Linked DNA regions of Mus musculus: regions 2 and 3 are each linked to region 1. A link is a contact called in public Hi-C and HiChIP or PLAC-seq data. All regions are on one chromosome and are shown on one strand. Each heading gives the region's core, a stretch centred on a gene start, on an enhancer-like site or on the middle of the called end of the contact. The rest is flanking DNA. Distances are from core to core; before and after follow the strand shown. Region 1 holds the start of Foxk2 (forkhead box K2). Region 2 holds the start of Uts2r (urotensin 2 receptor). Region 3 overlaps Wdr45b (WD repeat domain 45B).

Evidence for each region. Hi-C and Micro-C count contacts between places; a contact is called where the count stands out from the background. HiChIP or PLAC-seq counts read pairs in DNA pulled down with a chosen protein or histone mark.
Region 2: a contact with region 1 is called in an H3K4me3 HiChIP or PLAC-seq map of embryonic stem cells, with 28 read pairs. The contact joins the promoter of Uts2r here to the promoter of Foxk2 in region 1. A contact is called at or near these places in 1 of 39 promoter capture datasets (pre-B cells), 3 of 115 datasets of contacts at active chromatin or transcription factors (the SCID.adh cell line and embryonic stem cells) and 1 of 9 other capture datasets (liver).
Region 3: a contact with region 1 is called in a Hi-C map of liver, with 5 times the contacts expected there. The contact joins the enhancer-like site here to the promoter of Foxk2 in region 1. A contact is called at or near these places in 3 of 484 Hi-C or Micro-C datasets (liver, morula and nephron progenitors), 3 of 115 datasets of contacts at active chromatin or transcription factors (the SCID.adh cell line and embryonic stem cells) and 2 of 9 other capture datasets (adipose tissue and pancreatic islet).

Annotation. Positions count from the first base shown.
Region 1 is chr11:121,258,137-121,262,832 of GRCm38.p6, reverse strand. Foxk2 (forkhead box K2) reads right to left here and starts at 2,846. Exons shown (of 9, transcript NM_001080932.3): 1 at 2,311-2,846. The coding sequence starts at 2,702.
Region 2 is chr11:121,157,824-121,162,519 of GRCm38.p6, reverse strand. Uts2r (urotensin 2 receptor) reads right to left here and starts at 2,249. Exons shown (of 1, transcript NM_145440.1): 1 at 547-2,249. The coding sequence starts at 2,208. The coding sequence ends at 1,051.
Region 3 is chr11:121,324,194-121,328,889 of GRCm38.p6, reverse strand. Wdr45b (WD repeat domain 45B) reads left to right here. Exons shown (of 10, transcript NM_025793.3): 9 at 1-97; 10 at 426-1,687. The coding sequence ends at 532. Among named protein-coding and RNA genes, the nearest start is that of Wdr45b, 28 kb to the left of the region's middle. Within about 2 kb of position 1,914, at least 6 of the 459 cell types and tissues checked have an H3K27ac peak or open chromatin away from gene starts, as enhancers often do. A contact at or near this core is called in liver, where this site is marked.

The DNA.
Region 1 (4,696 bases), core at 1,597-4,096:
CCTATTTGTTTAAACTTAAAAAGATTTTGGGTGGCCAGAGTTGGTTCTGCAGTTAAGAGCATTGACTGTTCTTCCAAAGGACCCAGGTTCAAATCCCAGGACCCACACAGTGGCTCAAAACCGTATTCCAGCTCCAAGGAATGCCAAGTCCTCTTCTGGCCTGTGACGGCACCAGGCACACGTGGTGCACAGACGTATTCTGGGAGCTGGCTCCCAGCACCTATGTCCGATGGCTCGTAACAACCTTTAACTTAGCTACCGAGGGATCCTCTGACGGCTCCTACCTCACGTGTACACGCCAACACAGACACATACTCACAAGTTTTAATCTAAGTTTTTAATTTAATTTGAAATTTAAAAATAACAATAAAAAATAGCTTGTAGGCCAGCAAGACAAATTACTGGTAAGGGCCCATGCTGCCACATCTGATGATCTGAGTCTGACACCCAGGACCCACACAGCGGAAAGAACTGACTCCAGCAAGTTGTCCTCTGGCCTCCATTGTGCTGTAGCAAATGCAAGCAAGGCACAGATATAAACAAAATGAACTTTCTACGTAGAGCAGGCTGTCCTTGAACTCAGAGATCCACCTGCCTCTGCCTCTTAAGTACTGGAATTAAAGGTGTGTACCACTACACCTGGCAATAAATGTCATTTTAAATTTATTCTATTTCATGTGTATGAGTATTTGCCCACACATATGTTTGTGTACTATGTGCATGACTGGTGACCACAGCATTCAAAGAGGGTATCTGATGCCTAGAGCTATAGTTACAAATAGTTTTGAGTGGTAATGCTAAGAACTGACGCTAAGTCCTCTGCAAGAGCAACAAGTGCTATTAACCAGAGACTGTTAATATTTTTAAATAAATAAACAAACAAACAAATAAATGAACTTTGTAGCCAAGCACAGTGGTGCATGCTGGGACACCCTCCCAAAGCTAAGAAATATGGAGTACAGACACATCAAACCTAAGTTAACACAGCTCTTGCTATTATCTCCAAAAACTGAAAGCAATTAAAAAACCTTCAGTCTGTGGCAAAAGCTCTACTAGCACTGATCTAGAGAGGGACCCTGAGGAATACTTAGCATTTCCTGGAAAGCAAAGTTGTTTTTCAAGCACAATAAACAGTAAGTTTATCCAACCACAGAACCAAATTGAAATTGTTTTGTGCTGTGATTGACAGTTCCCTATGAGGCTTCCTTGTAATAATTTTGTAATTATTCTACACAATCTTGTAATAATTCCTTAAAAACCAAACACCCTTTGTTCTGTTTTTTTGTTGTTGTTGTTGTTGTTTTATGAGACGACGTCTCAGCATGCAACCCAAACTATTCTAGAGTTTACTCCACAGTCTAACCTACCCTGGAACTCAAATTTCTACTGTCTCAGCCTCTAGGGTGCTGGGATTACAGGTTGAATACACTCCACCTGGCTAAAAATGCTTTTTAAAGATTACTTGGTTGAAATTAGTATCCAGTTTTCCCAGATTTCTAAGGTTCTGGACAGACAGGCTTCTAATCCTTCATGTTTGGGAGTTTTCAGTTTTTAGGCTACAAAAACACTGGGGAAAGAGAATTGTTAGGCTTAAGACGCTACCTCCAAAATATCTTGCTACTGAAACGTGAATTTAAAAAAAAAAAAAAAAAAAAAAAAAAGGTACCAGGTATCTACCCTTCATTTTAGATAGTTCTCCACCACACACATCTTAGCATCTCCCTTGGGTGCCTCCTCCCTGATGGTTAGGCACAGAGCACCCATAAAACTTCCACCCACCAACGCTGGTGATGATGGCAGGGAGGGCTGAGGGTTGATGGCAGAAATGATGGTCTGTGTTCTGAGAGTCCCATGTCAGACTGGACAAAGGGCCGTGGGTTAGAATACCAGTGCAGGGGACCTGGCAGTAGGAGGGCAGACAGGAGTGGGCCAGCATGTTAAATACTCCGGGTGGAGCGCTGGGGGGCTGTGATCCCAGTGATGGTCGTGGGCATTAAACTAGGGTAGGTCAGAATCAGTCAGGTCTTGGTTATGGGCAGTGAATGGGTCCTGGTGGTGAGTCTAGCCTTCCTTGCTCCCGGATAGCGGATCAGGATCCCTCCCTGATGGGGACCAGGTCTTGTCCAGGGTCTGACCCTGCTCATGGGTAGCTGACGTGGGTCTTCTGCGTCCTGCCTGATGATGGGCAGTGGGTCTGAGTGCGGGTCCCGCCCCTCCCCGGGGGTGGCTGCTGTGGGTCAGGGTCCCTCCCTGCTCTTGGGTAGCCACCGTGGGTCAGGTCCAGGACACTGCCCCCCTCCCGCCACTCACACGCGCGGCAGCTGCAGCGGCGGCGCCCCCCGCCGCTGGAACACCCCGTCCACGAACACGCCGTTCTTGCCGAGACAGCGCAGGTAGAAGTCGCCGCCCGCGTCCGGCCGGGGCTGCGCGGGTTCCGGGGCGGCCGCGCTATGGCCGCCGCCCGGGGGCGTGAAGATCTCCAGGTGGCGCCGCGAGATGAAGCTCGAGTGGCCCATGCTCACATCTACCGAGCCCTGCGATGAGTTGCGGCCGATGGTCACCGACCGCTTCTTCATGAGGTACTCGAACTCGCGGCCTTCGAGCCGCGCCACGGCCCAGCCGCCCGGCGGGGATCCGCCGCCCCCGGCCCCGCCGCCCGCGGGAGGGGCGCCCGCGCCCGAGAGCGCCGCCGCGGCCGCCATCGCCTGCGAGGCCTGGCCGATCCGCGCGGGCGCCCTAGCGGGCCGAGGCCCGGGCGCGGTCGTGGGCCGCGCGAGCCGAGCACGGTCGCGGAGACCGCCGGCCGGCGAGGAGAGCTGCGAGGGCGGGAGCTCGCACGGCCGCGCGCCGGCCCTACGACGGACGGGCACGCCGACCAATGGGCGCGGCGCACGCAGTGGGGCTACCGAGGCCGGCCAATGGGGAGCCGCGCCGCCGAGCGCCCGCACGTCCGGCGTCGTCGCGCGACGCAGGTTGGCCGCGGCGGCGCGGAAAACCCGGGGCGGAGTGAGGAGTTGGCGTGGGGCCGCGCGCGTTCGCGGACTGAGCGGGGGTCCAAGGTCACGACGGGCGCGAGTGCGCCCCGGGAGCCGCTGGCCCCTCTCACACTCCGCCCTAGGTTGCGTAGAGTCAGGCGCGCTGCTCGGGAACCTGCCGCATCGACCCGTATGTCACAGGGATGTGACAGAAATTACCCCAGTATGCATAGAGTTCTGCACTCAGTAATTCATACCAAGGACTGCAAATCTGAGCTTTATTCCAATCTGTGTATGTGTGATAGAGAGATCCCATCTCTCCCATTAAAAAAGAAACCACAACGCGGGCCCGTGGGAGGAGCAGAGCTATGCAGATCGAGCAGGCTGTGAGGGGCTCCAGAAGCCGGTGCCAACATAGAGGTGAAGCTGAGACCCCTAGTTTCTTCCCCAGGAACGAAGGGCAGTGGATGCACCTGCTTTAGCTCTGGTAAGAGAGGCACGTGGTCATAAAGAACGTCACACCAATATGGTGGCCCCTGGGTGCAGGCGATGGGACGCAGTGTTCTCTCACTGATGCACAAAAGGAGTTCATTCAGGTCAGGGAGAGTGGAAAGGTTGAGAGTCTGGACTTAAGCTGCATAGGATAAAGTGGACATTCTAGCCAAGAGCTTCTAAACAGAGGCCCCAGACTAGAGGCATGGGAACATTTTGCGTTCTAATTCATTCTATGTCTAAACTTGCAATACATTTAATGGGAAACAGTCTTTATAACATTTACATATCTTATTTGACATATGTGTCTGTAATTACGGGATAAATTCCTAAGGGTTCAAAATGCTTTGTACTATAAATATGGCAAAGAGCCATTTCATTAAATATTAATTTGAGGCATTGTAGGTGATGTACAGAAAACTATGGAAATGATAACTAGGTGAGTATCTAGACAAACACAGTTCAAGGACAAAGGGTGTCAAGAACAAGAAATGCCCTCCCATTACTGTTGACACCGTTGTGTTGTCCTGCGCACTGCCTAGGGCAGGTTTGAGGCTCTGCCATGTGACTCTAGCATCTATCTATAACATGGCTAGATCTAACTTTTTACACCTAGCTATCCAGGTATGTAAAGTAAGCATACAAATCCAACACTTATGTTGCTTTGTTTGGCTTTTGTGGCTGGTTTTGGTGTTTTCTGTGGGGAGGGAAAGACGATCAGTCATATATAACCCTGGCTGGCCTGGAGCTTACTATATAGGCCAAGATCACCTCGAACTCATAGAGAGCCACCCACCTCTGCCTCCCAAGGGATGGGAGTAGAGGAATGAGCCACCATATCTGGCCAAACCAAACACTTATAAAGATATTTATTTTAAAGCACTTCTTCAATGTACATGTAAACTTAAGCATTTATTACAGATGAGAACGCCGCTGTATTCTAATAGGATATATGTGCTTATCTGTTCCTGTGTATGTATCCCACTGTGGGCCATGCAGCACCAGGGACTGATGTCAGGATGTCCTCTTCAAGGACAGGGTCTTTCAATGAACCTGGAGTTCTCGGTTTTGGCAAGGCCAGCTGCCTAATGAGCCCTCGGGACCCATTTGCCCATACTCCCACATATGCCCCATTCCCGCCCAGCAGAATATTTGATCCTGCAGGATATAGAGCATCTCTGATGTTTTTCAGAGTTGATCCATATGTTTTATTAGTTGGTTTGTTTGAG
Region 2 (4,696 bases), core at 1,000-3,499, 100 kb after region 1:
AGACAAAAACTCACAAAGCACTGTGGTCAGACCCCAGAATCTACTTCTGAAACACTTTATCACTGCAGAGACCTGCCCTCCGTGTCCTGTCACCACAGTATACCTGACATTCGACAAGAGTACTACCAAGAGACCAAGGTGCTGTCCCAGCCTCTGATGGTCACCCTGAAAAGGGTGCGCAGCTGTCTTCTGCCCATGTAGGAGAAATGCTGAGCCAGGCAAAAGGTGTCCAGAGGGTGGTACTTAGGAAGGAAGCAGTCTATCCAGGAGCAATGAAGCCCAGACCTCACTGCTGTCAACACGAGCCACATGCGGGTTGTGCTGCCTCCTATGAGAACTGCAGCCTGTGGGGTCTCCTTCCTGTACTTGAGCTTCAGTGCTAGCTGGGCGGCGTCTCCCAGTCACCCCACCCCATCCCAGCCTCTCAGATCTCTCAGCTACCTGCCCTCCTTCCCACCCTAAGCACAGGGGAGGGCTTCCATGAAGGCAAAGGCTTGGAAACCTCACCAAGCACTCAGGTGCCTCATGTTGGGGGATCCCTGAGTCCAGGACCCCCATCCCACCCCAACTTCCACCCCCAACACTGAGGCAGGACACACTTCAGAGAACAGGGTTTATTGTTCCATGTGCATATGGGAGCAAGAAGCTACCGTGGAATGGATGGGGAGAGAGAGGGTAGAGATGCCTGCAGGCCCCTTACCAACCAATGGGGGAGGGTCCTCAGGCTGGAAGGGCTTACATCAAAGGTCAGGTTACAGCCTGGTACTAGCTGCTCTGGGTAATTAGGCCTTACATGACTCAGCACACCAGGGTCTTCAGAAGAGGGTCTGGGCCACAGCTTCTGAAGCCCCTCAGAGACTGGTTTGAAGCAGGAATGTATTGGCATCATAGGAAAGGCTCTGATAGAGCTGATGAGAACAACAGAGAAGAGGGGACTTTCCACAAGAAGACAGACAAGTGAGTTAGGTTTGAGTAGGGGATTCTGGGAATGGGTTCCTGAGTGGCCTGCCTTTGGGTCCTTTCCTACCCGCAGGGTCACACAAAGCACTCTCACACAAAGGCCCCATTAGGGGGAACTGGAGACAGCACGAGGGTCTCTGTGGCCTGTTGGCTGTTGGAGGACAGTGAGCGGCCCGAGTCCTGCTGGAGGTGGACACGGCTGGACAGGAAGCTGCCAGCACTCCCTGGGCCACGGCAACTGCTACCCAGTGACCGCTGGCGGCCACGCAGGTACTCACGGTAGTTCTTGGTGAGCAGAGTGTAGAGGAAGGGATTGATGCAGCTGTTGCCGTAAGTGAGGCAGGCAGTCAGGTAGTTGATGATGCGTGCAGTCTCGGGTGTCAGTGGCATGGCCTGGTGGTACTGGGCCAGCAGCTGCCATAGCCAGAAGGGCAGAAAGCATGCCCAGAAGAGAAGGACGATACCAAGGATGAGGTAGAGAACCCTGGGGTTGGGCAGCCGCCGTGTCTGCTTGAAGGAAGCTTGCTGGGATAGCCAATAGGCCCTGGCCAGACGGATATAGAGCAGCCCAATGACCAGGCCAGGCCCCACAATGCTGGTCCCAAAGAGCAGCGTCAGGTAGGTACGGTGGGCACGAGGGCCCCAGGCTGGCAGGCAGAGGCTCTTAGAGCCCCTACGGACCAGCCGGATGGCAAGCATCATGGGTAAGGTCAGCAGCAGTGCCAGCAACCAGGTGCCCAGCGCCAACAGCTTACGGTAACCCTTGGAGCGCTGGACGGTGTCCAGGGGCCTCAGTACTGCTGCATAGCGTTCACTGCTCATTATGGTCAGGGTGAAGATGCTGGCATGCATTGTCAGGAAGTCCAGGCTAAAGAGAACTCGGCAGCCCACGTCCCCGAAGTGCCAGTCCTTAGTGACGTAGGTGGCTACGATGAAGGGAATGCTCAGCAGATACAGCAGGTCAGCCAGGGCCAGGTTGACCACATAGACGTACATGGAGGCCGAGGCACGCAGAAATCGGCACATGACCACCAGAGTGTACACATTGCCCACCACGCCCACCACACCCATGGTTGAGAGCACTGCCCCGATGACACCGGTGGCCACAAGGTCTTGCAGGGAGCTGGGATCTGTTGGGCCAGTCCAGGAACTGTTGTGGGACACATTAAAGCCACCAGGAAGCTCAGACGCAGTGCTTCTGGACACGGCCAGCATGGGGAAGCTTGTAGACTCCAGGCTCAGCGCCATCTCTGTCCTCACCCTGGGCTTCTGGTGGAAGGACCACTGCTCGGTGAGGAGAACCCGTGGGGAACTTGTCCTGTGGGAGAAGATTAGTGTCAGAGATTCAAAGCTGCAACCTACTTCCATGCCCTAACAGCCTCTGTGAAGGACAGAGTCACTGTCCCTCTGCAGAGAGACAAAGGCTCACCAAGTCCTGTCTCCTGTTGGAACCCTCCAAAGAATCCCTTTTGTGTCAACTACCCAGGAGGACCCTAGAGCCATTAGGACCCGCTGTCCCCAGGACACTCCTCCAGCAGAACTGCAAGTCACACCCAAAAGCTTCTTCTAAAAAGTTGACCACAGTGAGGTGTAGGTCAGAGTAGGCAAAGTTAAGGACGCTAAGTTCTGGCTTCACAACCTCAGATAGAGCCCCATTTCCCATTTTATGTTACGCACATGCTTAAAAAAATGATTTCTTCCAATCACAAAAGCAACAGCTAGACTGGGCTTAAAGGTTCAGATAGAAAAATAGGTAAAAGAAAGGCCTTTGGATTTCCTTTTTTTTTTTTAAGGAAATGGGCCTGCACCCCTGCCTCACATTCCGTACTCAGTGGTGGAGGGCAGTCGATCAAAAGCAGGTAGAAGAAAACAGTATGTGCCATGCCAGGAAGATGGTTATTGTTGTGTGGTGTGCATGTGTGAGTGATTGTGTACATGTGTGCATGCCACAGTGATCATGTGGAGGTCAGAGGGCAAGCTTTGGATATTGGTTCTTTCCTTCTTTCCCATGCAGGTCTCCAGGCTCTAACTCATGCCATCTGTCCTGGAGGCAGGTGTTCTCACCCACTGAGCCACCTTACCAGTCCTCTTACCCTCAAATGACTAAAAAAACCAAAAACCAAAAACCAAACCCACAAAGTCTCACTATGTAGCCCTAGCTGGCTGGGAACTCTCTATGTAGACCAAAAGATTCTGCTTAAGTGTGCACCATGCCTGGCTTTTTTTTTTTTTTTTTTTTTTGAGAAAGTATAGGTTCTCTCTCTCTCTCTCTCTCTCTCTCTCTCTCTCTCTCTCTCTCTCTCTCTCTGTGTGTGTGTGATTTATTTAATATGTATGAGTGTCTTGACCTCACAAATGTATATACACCACATACATGCCTGGTACCCTCTGGGTCCAGAAGAGAATATCAGATATCTCGTAGTTGGAGTTACAGATGGTTGAAAGCTACCATGTGGTTGCGGGAAACCACACCCAGGTCTTCTGCAATAGCAGCAGGTGCTCTTAATCACTGAGCGATCTCTCTAGCTCCAGGTAAAGATTACTAAAAAAAACAAAACAAAACAAACAAACAAAAAAAAAACAACAACAAAAACCTTCTTAGCGTTGGAGAGATCACTTGCTGCTCTTGCAGGGGAACTGGGTTCAATTCCTAGCATCCACATAGCAGCTAAAAGCCAACTGTAATTCCAGCTCCAGGGAATTGATACTCTCCTCTGAACACCTTGGGCACCAGGCACACATATGGAATACATACATTCATATAAAAACACTCATACACATAAATAAAAATAAGGGTTTTTTTTTTTTAAATAGGGTTTCTCTGTGTAATAGTCCTGGCTGTCCTGGATTTGCTTTATAGACCAGTCTGGCCTTGAACTCACAGAGATCTGCCTGCCTCTGCCTCCCAAATGATGGGATTAAAGGCATGGACCATCACACCCAGCTAGTTTTTAAAACAAAAACAAAACCACAAAATCCCAAACTTCAAAAACAAGAACTTCACTAAATAAATAAAAGTGAGATGAGAAATTATGAGAAAAGATACATCAGGTTAATGGACTAGGGAGTGATATACACATAAGAACTGTAAATCAATAAAGAAAAGAGTGATTAGCTATTTGCAGGAGAGAAAGGCAAACTAAACAGGTATGTCTAAAAGAAAACACCCCAGAGGCCAGAAACTAGTGAAACCATGTTACACAGCTTTTTGCCATCAGAGAAATTCGAATCAAAACCATAAAGAAACTGTAACAAGTACACACATGCACACGCACGCATACACGCGCACGCACACACACACGCGCACGCACACACCACTGCTTTGGTCTCCTGTAACGGCGACCTTATCAGTTTGTGAACTCATCTCAGAGGGAGCCACACTTGAACTTCTGCCTGCTTCTGTCCTTCAAACCCAGCCTGCAGCAGTCTCTTCCTCCATTCTCCCTACTACTGTATCCCTGCTTCTGCTGCTGCTATCTGTGGTCGTTCTGGTCGCTTCAAACTCATTAAACGTAAAGCTGCCATTCCTTGGGGGTGTGAGTGGGATCACTGGTGGAACCACACACGTCTGTTTTGTTTCATTGCAATGCCAAGCTTTTCCAAAGCTGCTGTAGCATTTCACATACTCAACAGCAGTAACTGACAATTCTAGTTCCTTCCCATCCTCTCTCCCATAACTCAACAGTAGATGCATTGATATTATAGGCACACAGTGTGAGTGTGTGTGGGGTGTGTG
Region 3 (4,696 bases), core at 665-3,164, 67 kb before region 1:
AAATACTTCAGCTCCAAGTGGAGTTTTTCCAAGTTTCAGGTTCCTTCAGGCTCACCATGCATCTGTGCCTTTGGAACAGAGCCCAATGCAGTCATTGGTAAGTGCCCCATCTTGTGGGAGGCCTCAGCATGTGGTCCAGGCTGTACCAACTTCCCAGATTCCCTTTCTTCCTTCTTTAACTGGGCTGGGTCCTACTCACAGCCTCCAAGTGTTCAGGGCACTATTAGTACCTGCCTGCCAGGTTCCCAGGGATGCTTTGAGAGCAGATGTGGGCATTGTGAAGATGACCCAAAGACTATTTGCAAAGTCAACCCTCATTGGATAAGCATGAGCCTTGGCTTGGTGTGGCTAGCTGTGCTCAGGTTGAGTCATGTTTGCTTTGATTCTGGGAAGTAACCATGAATCAATCTGGTCTCCTTTCCCAGCTATCTGTGCAGATGGCAGCTACTACAAGTTCCTGTTCAGTCCGAAGGGCGAGTGTGTCCGGGACGTGTGTGCACAGTTCCTGGAGATGACCGATGACAAGCTGTGACTGTGCCTGTGAGCGCAGGTGATGCCACCACCCAGCCGCCCTGTGGACTCCTGGGGCTGGTGCCAGTGCCCCAGGCCTGTGGGTGAGGGGCTCAAGGCCCCCCTGGAGGACCTTGGTCTCGAAGCCATACGTGGTTGTCTGCCTTCCTGAGCAAGGCTTCTCATCCCATATTAAAGGATCATCATCATGGTTCTGCAGACACTCCGTGGCTCTGGGCGGTTCGTGCCCTTGCTAGCCACTACCCTTCAATTCACCTGTGATGCTAGCATTAATGGCACCACCATATTCATGCCAGTAGGCTCCCTGCAGTCCTTGGGAACTATCCAAGCACGAATCAGCAGAAGCTTGTAGGATGAGTGTGTCGGGGCTTAAATACTAGACAGTTCCAATGAGATAACACTATCAGCTTGTCTGGTAGAGCACCCCCTGCCTCACATGGGGAGCACTGTTCAGAGCACACACTGGGGAGTTCTGACTTTGGCCATTAGAGTGAGTCACATCCCAGACCTACCAGAGAGCAGAATGCTTGTGGCACCCATTTGAGGCACAGCCCTCAGGATGCAGGGTGCTGGGTCTTCTGGTTTTGTTTGGGTTAAAACAGAACTTTCCCATTATCTGTAGGGAACAGAGTAACGCATAGTCTTTAAAAATCAGTCCCAGAAGAGAGCATTGCTTTACTGAGGGGCCTTCTCAGTGCAGTGTCCATGTGCCTCTAGCTCCCGTTGGTGTGGAGGGTACTGCCTTGGCCTGTGGCGTTTGTCCTGTCTCATCTCTCCCAGCATCCATAGGAACACACTAACATTGGGATGGCAGGCACATCCTGGTACTGGCACAGACTGAAGAGTCTGTGTTTCTGTACCACTTGAGGTATATGTTTAGTTTTTTTACGTATCTTCTAAGAAGCTCAGTTTTGCGGTTTTGATTTCAGGTTGCAAACATTTAAATTGTGCACAGCAACAGGTTCTCAGTTCTGCCAGTTCCTTTATGCTCCTGTAATCGGCTAACTGTGGATTTGATGTCAAGTATGCATGTTACCTTATGTGTATTTAATCATGAAACTTAATTTTTGCACACTTGTTTGTACTGTTTTCTTTGAAATAAAAGTGACTAATTTTGTCGTACTCTATCTGTAAAGAGCAGAGCCATATGTAATGTACCCACAAATTCTCTCTTCCTCCTGTTTATGTAATGGTATTGGTGTTCCTGTACCTGCTGCAGGACAGACTTGTAGGCTGTTGACCTGATAGTAGGGTGCCTGTTATGTGGGACCTTACCAGCATAGCCACTGAACAGAGAAGCTGAGTTTGTAAGGTTTAGGGTTAGCCAGGGAGCAGGTACAGATGAAATAAATCATGAATGTTTAGTTTTGGGCATCTCTGCCCTGTGCCCTGCCAGTGCTGTGTGCCCTGGTTTCATAGAAGTCAGCATGCTGCCCTGGTAGAAGACACTAATAGACCGTCATCTGTGGATGTTGGCTGGTGTCACTGGTTTGCGTAATATTTTTGCAATGTTGGGGGGCAGGCGGTGTTTTTCTAGCTTGTGTTCCTGAAGGTACCCTAAGAGAATCCATACAGAAGAGTGGGTCTTCCCACAGTATGACTTGATGCTTCAGAACTGGGGGGTGGGGTGGAGAAGCAAGCACGTGATCGTCCCACATTTGGGACTCCCTCAACATCTGAAGTTGGTATCAGCTTTGACATACCTTGCAAGGGATCTTCCAGGCTCCTGCTCCTCCTTTTGTAGGGACTATGAGTGCACATTGCTCCCTGTGGATGGCAGAGCAAGTGTTGAAAGGGGATCTTAATTGCCTGCTCCCCAGATTTGAGCTTGTCTCTGGGTAAAGACAAAAAATGGTGGACTGCCAAGCTCTGTAGGTTTTCAGGGATCCACTGTTGTGTGGGCCTTGACCCAAGAAGGGACAAAAGTGTGAATGCCCTTCCAGAAGCTCCCATTGGCTGTTTTCCTAGGTGTGGCTCAGTATCTGAGATCCTCCAGGACATGGATAGCCCTGGTAGCAAGCTGAGATATCACCTTTTCCCTGCAACTGCCAAGTGGTTCCCCTTCATTCACCTTTCTGAGAAACCACAGGCTCGTGTGCTTGAGTAAACCTCCCCATAATGGCACTGGCCCTGGGGGTATCTTGGGTCATTTCTCCTGCCCTTTTGGCCAACATCTCTGTGTGGACCAAAGGTTCTTGTTTAATGTTTTCTTCCTGCAGGGCAAAGGCTGCCTCTAAGTGGAAGCTTGGTTTATAGCCTGGTGGTTATAGTCATGGTCCATAATACAGTCCAAGCAGCTGCCTGTAAGAGACATTTGATTAATGCTCACATTTTGGAACTGTTATTCTGCCAGAGTTTTTCTCTTCAAGATGGATTGGAAAGTACTTAATAATTTTTTTAAAAAAGTATGTAGGTTTTTGCTGTGTTTTGGTTTGGTTTGGTTTTTCGAGACAGGGTTTCTCTGTGTAACCCTGGCTGTCCTGGAACTTATTCTGTAGACCAGGCTAGCTTCAAACTCAAGAGATCCACCCTTCTCAGCCTCCTTTGATTAAAGGTGCGCACCACCATACCTGGCTACATGAAGTCTTTCAAACTAGAGAGGAACAAATACAATGTTGTAGAATTGCCCTATCCTTCCACCACCAGAAAACACCCTAGACCTTGATATAAGAATTTTAATTAGGTACTGATTTTTTTAGTTTTTTTAGATGTGTTTGTCTAGTTGCTTTTTTTTTTTTTTTTTTTTTTTTTTTTTTTGAGAACATGGTCTTGTGTAGCCCAGGTTGGGCTTAAACTAAAGATGGCCATGAATTCCTTGAGCCTTCACATTCCAAATGCTGCTTAAATAAAGAAATCAAGGTCATTAGAAATACTGTGAGTGCGCAAAGATATTTGCACTTTTTGCTAGCATGACCAATGTTAAAATGAAAATACTTGTGCACAAAGACTTACAGACTTGGCTTTGTTTTTGTTTTGTTTTTGTAATCAGGAATCTGTAATTGCTGGGTCTGAAGGTTCTCAATACCCATCTATACATTATTTACACATTTGTTTTTATTATTTATGGCAAGCTGTCTGGAACTTGCTGTGTAGACTAAGCTGATCTCCATCTCAGAACCTTCGGCTTCTGACTCTTGAGTGCTGGAATTAATAGGATTAAGGGTGTGTGCACCACAGCGGGCTCCAGGGAGGGTTTTAGATTTGATGCTCGTTCACCTGTTTCTTTAAACCTCAACAGTAGGACCAGACTGTGGACAGACATATTTTTAAAAATTTTATTCCTATGTAGTCCAGCCTCAGAACCAGTATTCCCTCTTGCCTTTCCTGGAATCACAGGCTCTGCTCTTAGCCCAGCCCACTTCCAGTCTTTGAAGAATAAGATCTTTATGTGCAAGTTGGTTGAATTGTCTGAACATGTATGCTAGTCATCTGTAATTTTAAGTGCGTATTGCTTTTTGTGCCTGTTTTATAAGACTTGTGTTAAATAGATTTGGGTGTTTGTTTCTTAACTGTATAGCTTTTAATTTTTACTGGTCTGGCTTTATTTTTTGTCTCCTGTAGCATAGGCTGTTACATAGCAGAGGTTGACCTTCCAAGTCCTCCTCAGTGCTGGAATTACAGATGTGCACCACCATTACCCACCTTCCTTCCATAGCCACTCAGTCTTCTGAGACAGGCTCTTGATCTCTGGCTTAAACTGATCTTGTCCTTTCAGCAGTCTGCCTCAGTTTCCAGAATACCGAGATCACAAGAGTGTACTACTGCTGTGCTCATTTTCTCACTCTTAAAAGTTCTGCTGTGGGCTGGTGAGATGGCTCAACGGGTAAAAGCACCGACTGCTCTTCTGAAGGTCATGAGTTCAAATCCCAGCAAACCATATGGTGGCTCACAACCACCCGTAACAAGATCTGACGCCCTCTTCTGGTGTGTCTGAAGATAGCCACAGTGTATTTACATATAATAAATAAATCTTAAAAAAACAAAAACAAAACAAAACTATAAAAAAAAAAAGTTCTGCTGTGGGCTAGAGATGTAGCTGATTGGTTGAATGGCTAGCACATCCCACAGGAGGCACTGAGTTCAAGTCCTAGTGTTGTACAGATTATTTGGTGGTACCCTGGGTTACAGGCATGGTAGACGACTATAATCTTGGGGAAGTAAAAGA